Regions from separate parts of the Oryzias latipes genome. Here region 1 is linked to region 2. A link is a contact called in public Hi-C data. All regions are on one chromosome and are shown on one strand. The core of a region is the stretch at or near the end of the contact, and the rest is flanking DNA. Distances in the headings are between cores, read along the strand shown.

Region 1 (4,677 bases), core at 1,349-3,848, 150 kb before region 2:
ATCCTCCTGAACAGGTTCAGGACCACCAGGGGATTCAGGTTTTCCTGGAAGAAGATTTTATATATATTATTAAAAGAGGCAAAACGCTGAGCTGTGAATCAGAAAAATCCGCTTACCTGTGCTCGGTTCAACAGCGGTTCGATCAGTTTGTTGTGTTCGATGGCTGTATCGAAGGACTGCATGAACTCTGACACAAATGGATCCACCACTTTCTTGGTCGTTTTATATTTTTCGTGAATGATCTTTAACAGGCCACACTTTTTTACAGTTCCTTTAAAAAAAAAATGTAAAAAGACATTTTCTTTTTTTTTTTGTTTTCAGGAAAAACCTGAACTTGAAGTGAATATCTGTTTACCATTAAAAGCAGAACAATTCAGACAAACTGTCCTTTTGCGGCATTTTTCGGAAATCTTCTTTTTCAAGCCTCGCTTCTGGAGATAAGCCAGGTTGGGCCGTTTCAAGAGATCCAGAAACTGGAGTTTTTCCTCTTTGGTCAGCATTATGCTGGAGCAGGTTTTGCAAATCATCTAAAAAGAAACATCAAAGCAATAAGGAAATCACATCCAAAATACCTAGAATAGTAAGGACCATAAAGGGTATAGCTATGATAGGAAATTATCACAACTGTGTAAGAAAAGCTACTAAAAAGGCGTGCAAAAATTAAAGTCTCCTTAACAATATTTGTTTGTGAAAGCATACTTGCCTGTAGTATTCCTATAACAGCTTTGAAGTAGCCAACATGAAAACAAGGCAGTTCTAGGTCCAAATACCCATAATGCCCCAAACAATCTGCCAGATTCTTCCCACAAGTCAAACATGGTCGGTCTTTCTCACTTGTTCCCTGCAGGAAACAGGAAGTAAAAGGTATGTTAACACGGAAATCATGTTTCTTCTGAACGTTTTTGTTTTTCCTAAAACTTTATTGTAAATACCAGGAACAGTAAAAAAGTATTACTATATTTTATTGTATTAACATACAGTTTGATGTTAGGAACAAATTTCAAGACATTTTAAACGTTGATGTTTTTTATAAAACTTATGACTCAATATAAAGTCTGATCTCCGCTAAAAATAAAGACAAATTTGGGATTTTGATTAAAAAAAATTACATTTATAAGTGTAAAATGTTGCATTATGTTGACAAAAGCCAGAACATGTATGCTTCCAGTGTAAAGAATAGGAAAGTGTCAATTTGTAACAAAAGAAATCACAGAAAACTTGGCCAAAAGATTGAGAAAAGAGGCAAAGCCTAAACAAATGATGAACTTTTTCTGGTGAAAATTGACAAAAGGTGCACATTTTGTTAATATTGGGTTTATATATTCTTAAATACGTTTCGAAATTTATGTACATTTTAGTGTATTTCAACCTATTGGAAATAAAATAGCAATTAGGTAAAAGCCAGATTGCTTCTCAAGATCTACATATTGTTTTCAGTAATGAATAAAATGTGGCAAAGTTGCAATCTTTTTCTGGAAAAGTGCTCTTTAAACCAGGCTTTTACTACAGTGAAGGAGAAAGTGTAAAAGTGGAAAGAGGGTCTAAGGGCTGGGTGTTTTGCTCAGCTTAGTCTGTTTAGTTTAGTTTAACTAATTAACCTTAACCTTAATAGCTATTGTATTTTACACCTGCTTTTATGTTTTGCACAATTAGTGAAGCCTGTTGAGGCAAATGTGTTGGAATATTGGGTTATATAAATACTTGAATTGAAATTGTTCTTCTGAACCTGAACTGTATATTTCTGAAATGAATGGCTGTGATGTTTTTCCTTTTGTCCTACCATGCGGTGATCCAGTACTCCATGGGGCAGTGGGGTGTGTTTGGTGTCCTGGCTGTACAGATTCTTGCTGACCACCTGGATGTGGGCCTGCTGCCGCATCTGCTCAGCAGATTTCATCCCAAAGCAGATGTGGCTTCTGCAAAGGAGAAGGAATACGCATATGCTTCAACCCAACTCTTTATTAAAATTAAATAAATATAGTATGTGGACTATCACCACAAAGCAAATGGATCACAGAATACACACGGATGTCACCATCATGGGTTCTTAAGGGTAACAAACCTCAACAACATTGCTGTAGGTTATTTGTTAATTTTATAAAAGCCTTCTTCTGCCTATTGATTTTTATCCACAAGCAAATTAAATGATTAACACAAGCTGAATTTGGTGAAATCATGTGACAACTCTACTTTAAACTTCAACGACTTCTATTGACAATATCTAAAAGAAATAAAACATTAAAATACTGCAGATCAATGACATACTAGTAGTCTGGTAACAAGGCGGCACATAAAAACCTTTTTAATAAATAACTACCTCATTGTAATTTAGCAATAATTGCAGCTAAAAGAAGAAAACATGGAAGCTAACAAACTCGCAAAAATACTCACATTTTTTTAGCCACGTCTGTCTCTCGGAATTGCTCCTTCACCATTTTTGCAGCGTTTACACAATCAAACAAGTGTATACAACTATTATTAATTATTGTGATTTCTTCGGAACAGCTAACTGTCACTTTACTCTTCCATGTTGTGGAAATGCCATCAGATCCAACATGCAACCATCATGCAAAGCGTCGGCAGCGTGTTGGTTCCGGTTGGTTCCTGCCGCTGCTTTCAAGGATCAAATATAAAATCAGGAATTTAGGATGCAACTCTCTGTCCAACTGAATTTCTTGTACCATATTGGGGTATGTTTCGTATAAATTTAACTTTATAATATAATCTATAAAATACGCAAATAGAAAAACACCAAGTAGCAATACGTACAAACGAAAAAAACCTCCAAGTATATTATAAAATCAACAAAAAAATTTGTTGATGATCTTTCGTATTATAGCACGCTGCAATAAAGTTTTAGCCTCGTTAAATTTGAATACAAGTTAAATATTTTTCAGCTTTGCCCTATATATATGTCTATCACCCCGTGACCCAGAAAGGGGATCAGAAAATGTATGGATGATATACGTCATATATATTTCTGTTGTTTTGCCGTGAATTGTTTTATTCAAATAAAAAAAAGCTGATTTTTCATATAGTCCTTGAAAGCACCGTAGCTACCAGCTCAGCCAAAGAGAGCAAAATTGAAGCTCAGACTCTGGCCAACTAAAGTGAGTGCTGACACCTAGCGGCTAAAATATCACATTGCAGCTGAGGTATGAACGGTTTATATGGGATGATGTCCCTATTTTCTCATCTTAACAGAAGAATTTTTCAAATATCAGGAGTGAATCTTGCCTTTGCAATTGAGGTGAACACCCAGGTACTTGAAACTTTCAACCATGTGGATGTCAGTTCCCTGGGTGTTCACCAGTATGAGGGCCACCGTTCTTCGTCTTCGGAGGTCTGTCACCATCTCTTTGGTCTTGCTAATATTTAAGCACAGGTGACTGCTCTCACACCAGCTCATAAAGGTTCTGATGGTTGACCGGTACTCCACATCATCTCCTTCAGACACACGCAGACCACAATGGCTAAGTCATCTGAGTACTTCTAAAGTTGACAGCTGGTGGTTTTATGTGAAAATCTGACATGCTGAGAGTGAAGAAAAAACGGTGAGAGCACAGTTCTGTGGCGGGTCCAGTGCTGCAGAATACCACCTCAGACACACAGTTGTGCAGACGCATGTACTGTGGACGGTTAGTGGACCATCCACTCCTGCTCCCTCCAGATTCCCCCGCAGCAGTCCTGGCCGGATGGTGTTGAAGATGCTGGAGAAGTCAAAAAACACATCTCTTGTCCTGCTGGTATCCATGTGAGTCAGTGTCCAGTGCAGCAGATAGATGTCAGCGTCACCCACCCGGATGTTTGCCTTGTAGGTGAACTTCAGCAGGTCAGTCGCCCTTCATCACAGAGTGGAGGTGCATGAGGATGGGCCTGTCCATGGTCCTCATCAGGTGGGAGGTCAAGGCGACGGGTCTGTTATGGTTCTGTTGCTTTGTTTGTGTGATCTTGGGGTTCTGAACCACACAGGAGGTCTTCCACAGGACTGCGACTTACTCTTGGCTGAGGCCCAAGTTAAAGAAGTGCCTCAGGACATGACAGAGCTGGTCTGCATAAATAAAATCAGTATAATTAATTGCATATGTGTATATACATAATAATGTAAAAATACGTTTTCTTTTTAAAGTTTCTCCATTTGATATGTATCATTTTCATCTAAAGAGAATAATTACATGCGTTAGTTGTTGCTTACTTGTTGTTTTGCATATTAACCACTAGATGGCGGCAAATGCATTTCCTAAGCTGAGAAAGCCGGGGTGGGAGAGACCAAACAAACCTGCAGTTCTGAACTACCTGCATTGTTTCATTCATAGGCATTAAAGCGCTGATGGGGACTGATGATGACTTCCTGAGGTGATCCTTCTTCATGCTTGCACTGATTAATTCTCCCATCAGGTAATAACCGCTGAGTGTGAAAGTTGCCCAAATAAGCCGACTTTTCATTAAAAATTCTGCAACCACTATAATTGAGCTTTAATTGAACCTCTAATATGATATGTAGCATGTAAAATGAATCTGAAGAGACTACTGTTCCACCAAAGTCCTCTGCTTTTGTGTAGACACCATGACTTAATGATAAAGGCCACTGATGTTTCCATCTGTACAAACAAATGTAAAGGGCCTGTGGAGAGATCCTCAATGCCTCTCCAGGGACCTCTGTGCGCAGTGCCTTTG
Region 2 (5,116 bases), core at 2,062-4,561:
GGAGGCTAACTTTTCAGTCATTGCGGGAGGTGATGGTGGCACACGGTTGATCCATCACTGCTGTTTAAGAAATCTTTTTCAAAGCAGTATTGACGTTTGTTTATTTGCCACGCCTGTTTTTAATTTGACCTTTTTTTGTTTTTGTTCTTTTCGAGATCTGTGCTGTTCAGTATGCAAATGTATTATTTTTTAAGAAATGCTATTGTAATGTAAATATCTTTGTGAATATTTTTGTATCATCTCGATAAATGTTTGTGCTTTTATCATTAGTCGTCCGAGCTCACCCGAAACGCTCCCTGAATTCACCCTGAGGAAGTGATTTCAAGTGATTTATTTCCTGTTATGTGTGTCTGTGTCACTCTCACACCTGTCCTTGCATCACTGCAGTCCTCAGATATTAAGCAATATTTTTCTCCCCGTCATGTTTTAATGTGGATCCGCTGATTTTAAGTGACCTCCACTGTTGAGCATATGTGTGAATATCCTACTTTTTTGCTAATTGTGGTATTTTAAAAAAATATATCACAACCATATTTTAAAGAAATTCCTGATATTGTTTATATTTTTGTTATAGAAAATGTGGCTTTTTAAAAAAAAAAAAAAAGCATGAGACCATATACATTTTTATCCCTTCCCCTCTTTTTTTCCTTTAATAAATTATTTTTTACTCTTTTTGTTATGAATCTGTAAGGCTAGAAATCCAATTTCTTTCATCTGTGGCATTTTGCTGAATCAACCACCTTAACTTTAAGTTAATAGTTCCAGCATGTGTGAACATGTTTCACATCTTGCTCACATCGAAGCTTCAAATCACTCAAAAAAAGTTTCATTTTTTAAACCTTTAATCCCTTCAGTCTTTTCCAGGCTTGTTCTAACCTGCAAGCGAGGCTAATTCGGTTTCACTGTTGCACCCAAAACTGTACTTCCAACTGCCAATTTTCTAGGAGAAAAAATAAAAGAAACCTAAAGTCAAAAAAAGGAAAGGGCACGGTCATCATTCTGGCCTGGAGAGGTGGAAAGGGTGGCAGGGCTAGTCGAACTTCCCAAGGATGGCTGTAAATATGTAAATGAACATGTGAACAGAAATGTATTCATTTTCCTGGGAATGTGCATTGTTTCTTGAGAATAATAATAATAAAAAAAAGCTTGTAACCCCTCTCCTGGATGTGGCTGAACACGGAAAATGAAACATGTTAGTTAGTGTCTGTGGGTGTCTCTCTCTCAGCATTATCTTCCACCATCTGTAATATAATTTCACCTTTTTTATTTTCTTTTTTTTTTCTTTTCTTAGAGAAACTGGGAAAATTATGTTTTACTAATTAGCAAAAATGTTCTCTTCACACCGGCATACTTGAAGCACTAAACCCTCAAAAGAAAAAAAATGATAAACTGGTTACAAAAATAAATAAAAACACTCTGAAGTGATGAGGATTGCTGGTGGAAAGGACAGGTCCTGAAGATTGTAACCAAATCTCAAGTTTGTACAATTTTTTGATATCATGAACAGCAGAAAAAAAAGGTAAAGTAAGGTGGTTCATGCAATTGTGGCTATTGTCTCTATGTTTGTACATTGTATGTACAACCATTTCACACTCAAAACTGGTCAGAAAATAAAGAAACTAATTGTGATTTTTAGTCTTGCAGAACTGTATGTAGTTAGATGATGTGACAACCTAATATTTATCTAATAAATATGTATTCAGATGATACCTGCATTTCATTCTGGCTGTGTGTGTGGGTTTATATCTATTAGAAAAAAGTAAATTACAGTCTCTTTACTACACTTCACAGCTGAAAAATTCCTGGTTTAAATCTTCTGGTTTCCTCCTAACAGTCTAAAAACATGCTTCATAATTTGGTTGGTGACTCTAAAGTTTCCCTTTGGCTGCAGGGGGGCGCTGCACTCAATGAGTCCAATTTTTAAGTCAATCTAACTATCATTATTGACAGACATTAAATCATTATAACAAGCTTCTTTAAGTTTTGCAAAAATTGCAAGAGTAATATTTTGCAATGATATCTTGAGCCCCTCAAATGAATGTTTTCTATAAAAAAATAATAATGAAACTTTCCATTTGGAATGGCCTGCCACTCTGACCACCTCCTGCCCCCTCATTTAAAATGTTCACGCTCCGTCACTGCCCCTAGGGATTGCATTGAACCAGTAATCTGTTCAGGGTGGACCCAGCCTTTGACCAACAGTAACTGGGTTGTCTCCAGCAACATCCTGACCCCAAAAGAGATACAGCAAGTTCCAGTCTGTCTCCAACCCAGCCTAATAAAACTTTATTATTCAACTGTTTTCTGACGCAAAGGGTACAATTTTTCCTTATATCCTTTAAGCCCCAAGGCAAAGGAATACATTTCAAAGTTCTTACCGATATGATCAAGATTCACTCTGGTGATTTAAGCCGAAACGGCTCTGAGACAGACTGACGACCTGTCCAGGATGGCCCCTGCCTTCGCCCTTGAGTGGCGGGGATAGGCTCCAGTGACCCCCAAAAAAAAAAAAAAAACGGGTTTAGAAAATGAATGAATGAATCAATCAATCAATCAATCAATCAATCAATCAATCAATCAATGATATTGAAACGACAGATCACTGATTCTTTTATCATGCTTATTCTAAAACCTTTTGGAAAGATCTACAAAATTGGTTATCAACCAAATCTTTTTACCCCACATCTTAAAAAAATAAGACATAATGTTATATTTGGAATGACCCTCGTGGACAAAAAAACATCATCATCAATAACCTCCTGGTTTTTGCTAAATTCTTTCCTAATACATGTAAATGGAGCAGCAGAAAGCCCAAATTTTAAGCTTTTAAAATATATTTACAATCGCTTAATAACAAAAATGGCACAAAACTTCTTGAGGTGTATGATTTTTTATATTAGATTTTTATTTTGTTTTTCATTTTGGTTTATTTTGCCTATGTTATTCTTATCATTATCATTACTAATTTTTTTTATTTTCTTTATCAGTTTTTATGAGCCTTTCAACCAGTGGTTGTGTGCCATTTGTTTGTTCGTGTTGTTGAAGGATTGTATGATTTGTTGTTTGTTGACATTAATAAAGTTTAACCATTGGGTTTAACAGGTAGAGAATTTTTTTACATATAAATATCTTCAGTTTTAACTATTTAATTGTTAAATATAATTTTTACAGTCTTGGAACAAAAAAACGTACAAAAATACACGAATTACTGGAGCTTCCCTATCGCAATGTTGGGCCCAATGAGTTATATCATAATGAGTTATATGATATAACTCATTGGTTGGCCCACAAAGAGGAAGTGACGTAACTTTCGCGCATGCGGGGTCCGATCGGGTAGCTCGATTTTGCATTGCTTCCCGGATTTGAGCGTGACTTTCAATCCGTTGCTGTCGTAAGTTGACTATCCGAGTAGCGGTACATAGGAACTTTAAAATGTTAAGTTTTTCCAACAAAATAAAGTTCTACTCGCTGGCGTTCACGGTCGCGCGCATGTGCAGCAGCGGCCCCGGAGCTGCTAACAAAAACCCGACGGTTTACTTTGACATTGCTGCAGGCAGCGAGCCGCTGGGGAGAGTAACCTTTGAGGTGAGACCCAACCACCGAAGGAGCGTCTCTCCGCTCGGGTTCCTCAGCTGTTCAGTAACTTTATCGTTTCTCTTGTGTAGCTGAGCGCCGACGTAGTGCCCAAAACAGCAGGTGCGCTGGCTCAGTTTTTCACCGCTACAGTACAGAAGCTAGCCTGAACAAAACCGAATTATTGTACAGTATTTTTGAATGACACGTGCACGGAATAACAAGGTTTTGTTGTCCTTCAGAAAATTTCCGAGCACTCTGCACGGGGGAGCATGGCTTTGGCTACAAGGGCTCAATCTTCCACAGGGTGATCCCTAAGTTCATGTGTCAGGTGAGCTGAAGAAGAAAAACAACAATATTTAATTTATAATTTTAATCCAAAAGCTAAATAATTGTGGCATTAAAAATTAATGTTATTGTTTATATTTTAGTTACAGGAAAATGTCGTTAAAAGAAGCTTTCCCAATTAAATGAAAAATAAGTTTACATCCCTGAGGCGTACATTTCTTCCTCATGCTTAGACATGTTTCAAATTTTGCTGACAAAGCATCAAATCGCTCAATACCACAAAGTTTCAGTTTCCCTTTTTATGCCTCAAACCGAATAACTATGAAACCAGCTCATGTCGTTGTTGCTTAACTTTGCCACCTCAAATTGTAGTTGCACAATTAAAAACAAATGGGCTTTTTTTTTCCTTCTACTGCTCATCGAAGCATTTTCCCCCATGGACAGACAAAGCTTTCACTATTCCTGTTCCTAATCAGAAGGGTGGTAGAAAAGTTAATTGGGAAAGACAAACTGTCTTTAAACCCGCAAAATTAGTTGTACATATGTTGGAAATTAAAAACTGCATTTTTTAATCAATCTAAAAAACCATGAATGCATCATTTTTGAATTTGTATTTGCACTAAATGCTATTATTGAAGATTGTAACCATTTTTTCTAGTCATAAAGCTACAGTTATCAGGAAATAGGTTGACTTCTGACACCAGCCTTCAAAATCATTCATTTCTGGATTTGTCACAAACATATTTAAAATATTTATATCTGTTTTTTCCCTCTGTCTCATAGCAGCGATGTTTTCTTTTGTTTGATATTGGGGATTTCAGGGAGGGGATTTCACCAACCATAATGGAACAGGAGGGAAGTCTATCTATGGGTTGAAGTTTCCTGATGAGAACTTTGTCTTGAAGCACACTGGACCAGGTAAGGATGCAGCTCCGTTAGAGATGCTGGAAGGACTGGAAAATGAGGTCATGTTATCTGGACCGGGTTTTAAGAATTCATTTGAATTAATGAAAGATTTTGCTGCTTTTAAGGCATCTTATCTATGGCCAACGCCGGGCCGAACACCAATGGATCCCAGTTCTTCATCTGCACCTCTAAAACAGAGTGGTAAGTTCTGGAAAAGTGGAGGTGAAGTTTGATTTATGTCATTTGTTTTCTTGGAGTTTATCATTTTTTTCCTGCAAAGTGTTGAAAGTTTAAACGACCAAACAAAGTAGAATGACTGCAAAAACAACATTTTCTCACATAAAATGTT

The links. A called contact is a pair of places that touch in the nucleus more often than the background predicts.
Region 1: a Hi-C map of embryo shows a contact between it and region 2, with 2.5 times the contacts expected there. The contact joins the promoter of polr3a here to the promoter of ppif in region 2. A contact is called at or near these places in 3 of 5 Hi-C or Micro-C datasets (embryo and gastrula embryo).

Annotation. Positions count from the first base shown.
Region 1 is chr19:10,740,386-10,745,062 of ASM223467v1, reverse strand. polr3a (DNA-directed RNA polymerase III subunit RPC1) reads right to left here and starts at 2,598. Exons shown (of 30, transcript XM_023949559.1): 1 at 2,392-2,598; 2 at 1,781-1,916; 3 at 704-841; 4 at 356-527; 5 at 117-271; 6 at 1-44. The coding sequence starts at 2,435.
Region 2 is chr19:10,592,437-10,597,552 of ASM223467v1, reverse strand. ppif (peptidyl-prolyl cis-trans isomerase F, mitochondrial) reads left to right here and starts at 3,311. Exons shown (of 6, transcript XM_004080407.4): 1 at 3,311-3,585; 2 at 3,666-3,696; 3 at 3,816-3,904; 4 at 4,683-4,779; 5 at 4,893-4,968. The coding sequence starts at 3,433. It overlaps zmiz1 (zinc finger MIZ domain-containing protein 1), which reads left to right. Exons shown (of 23, transcript XM_004080409.4): 23 at 1-1,720.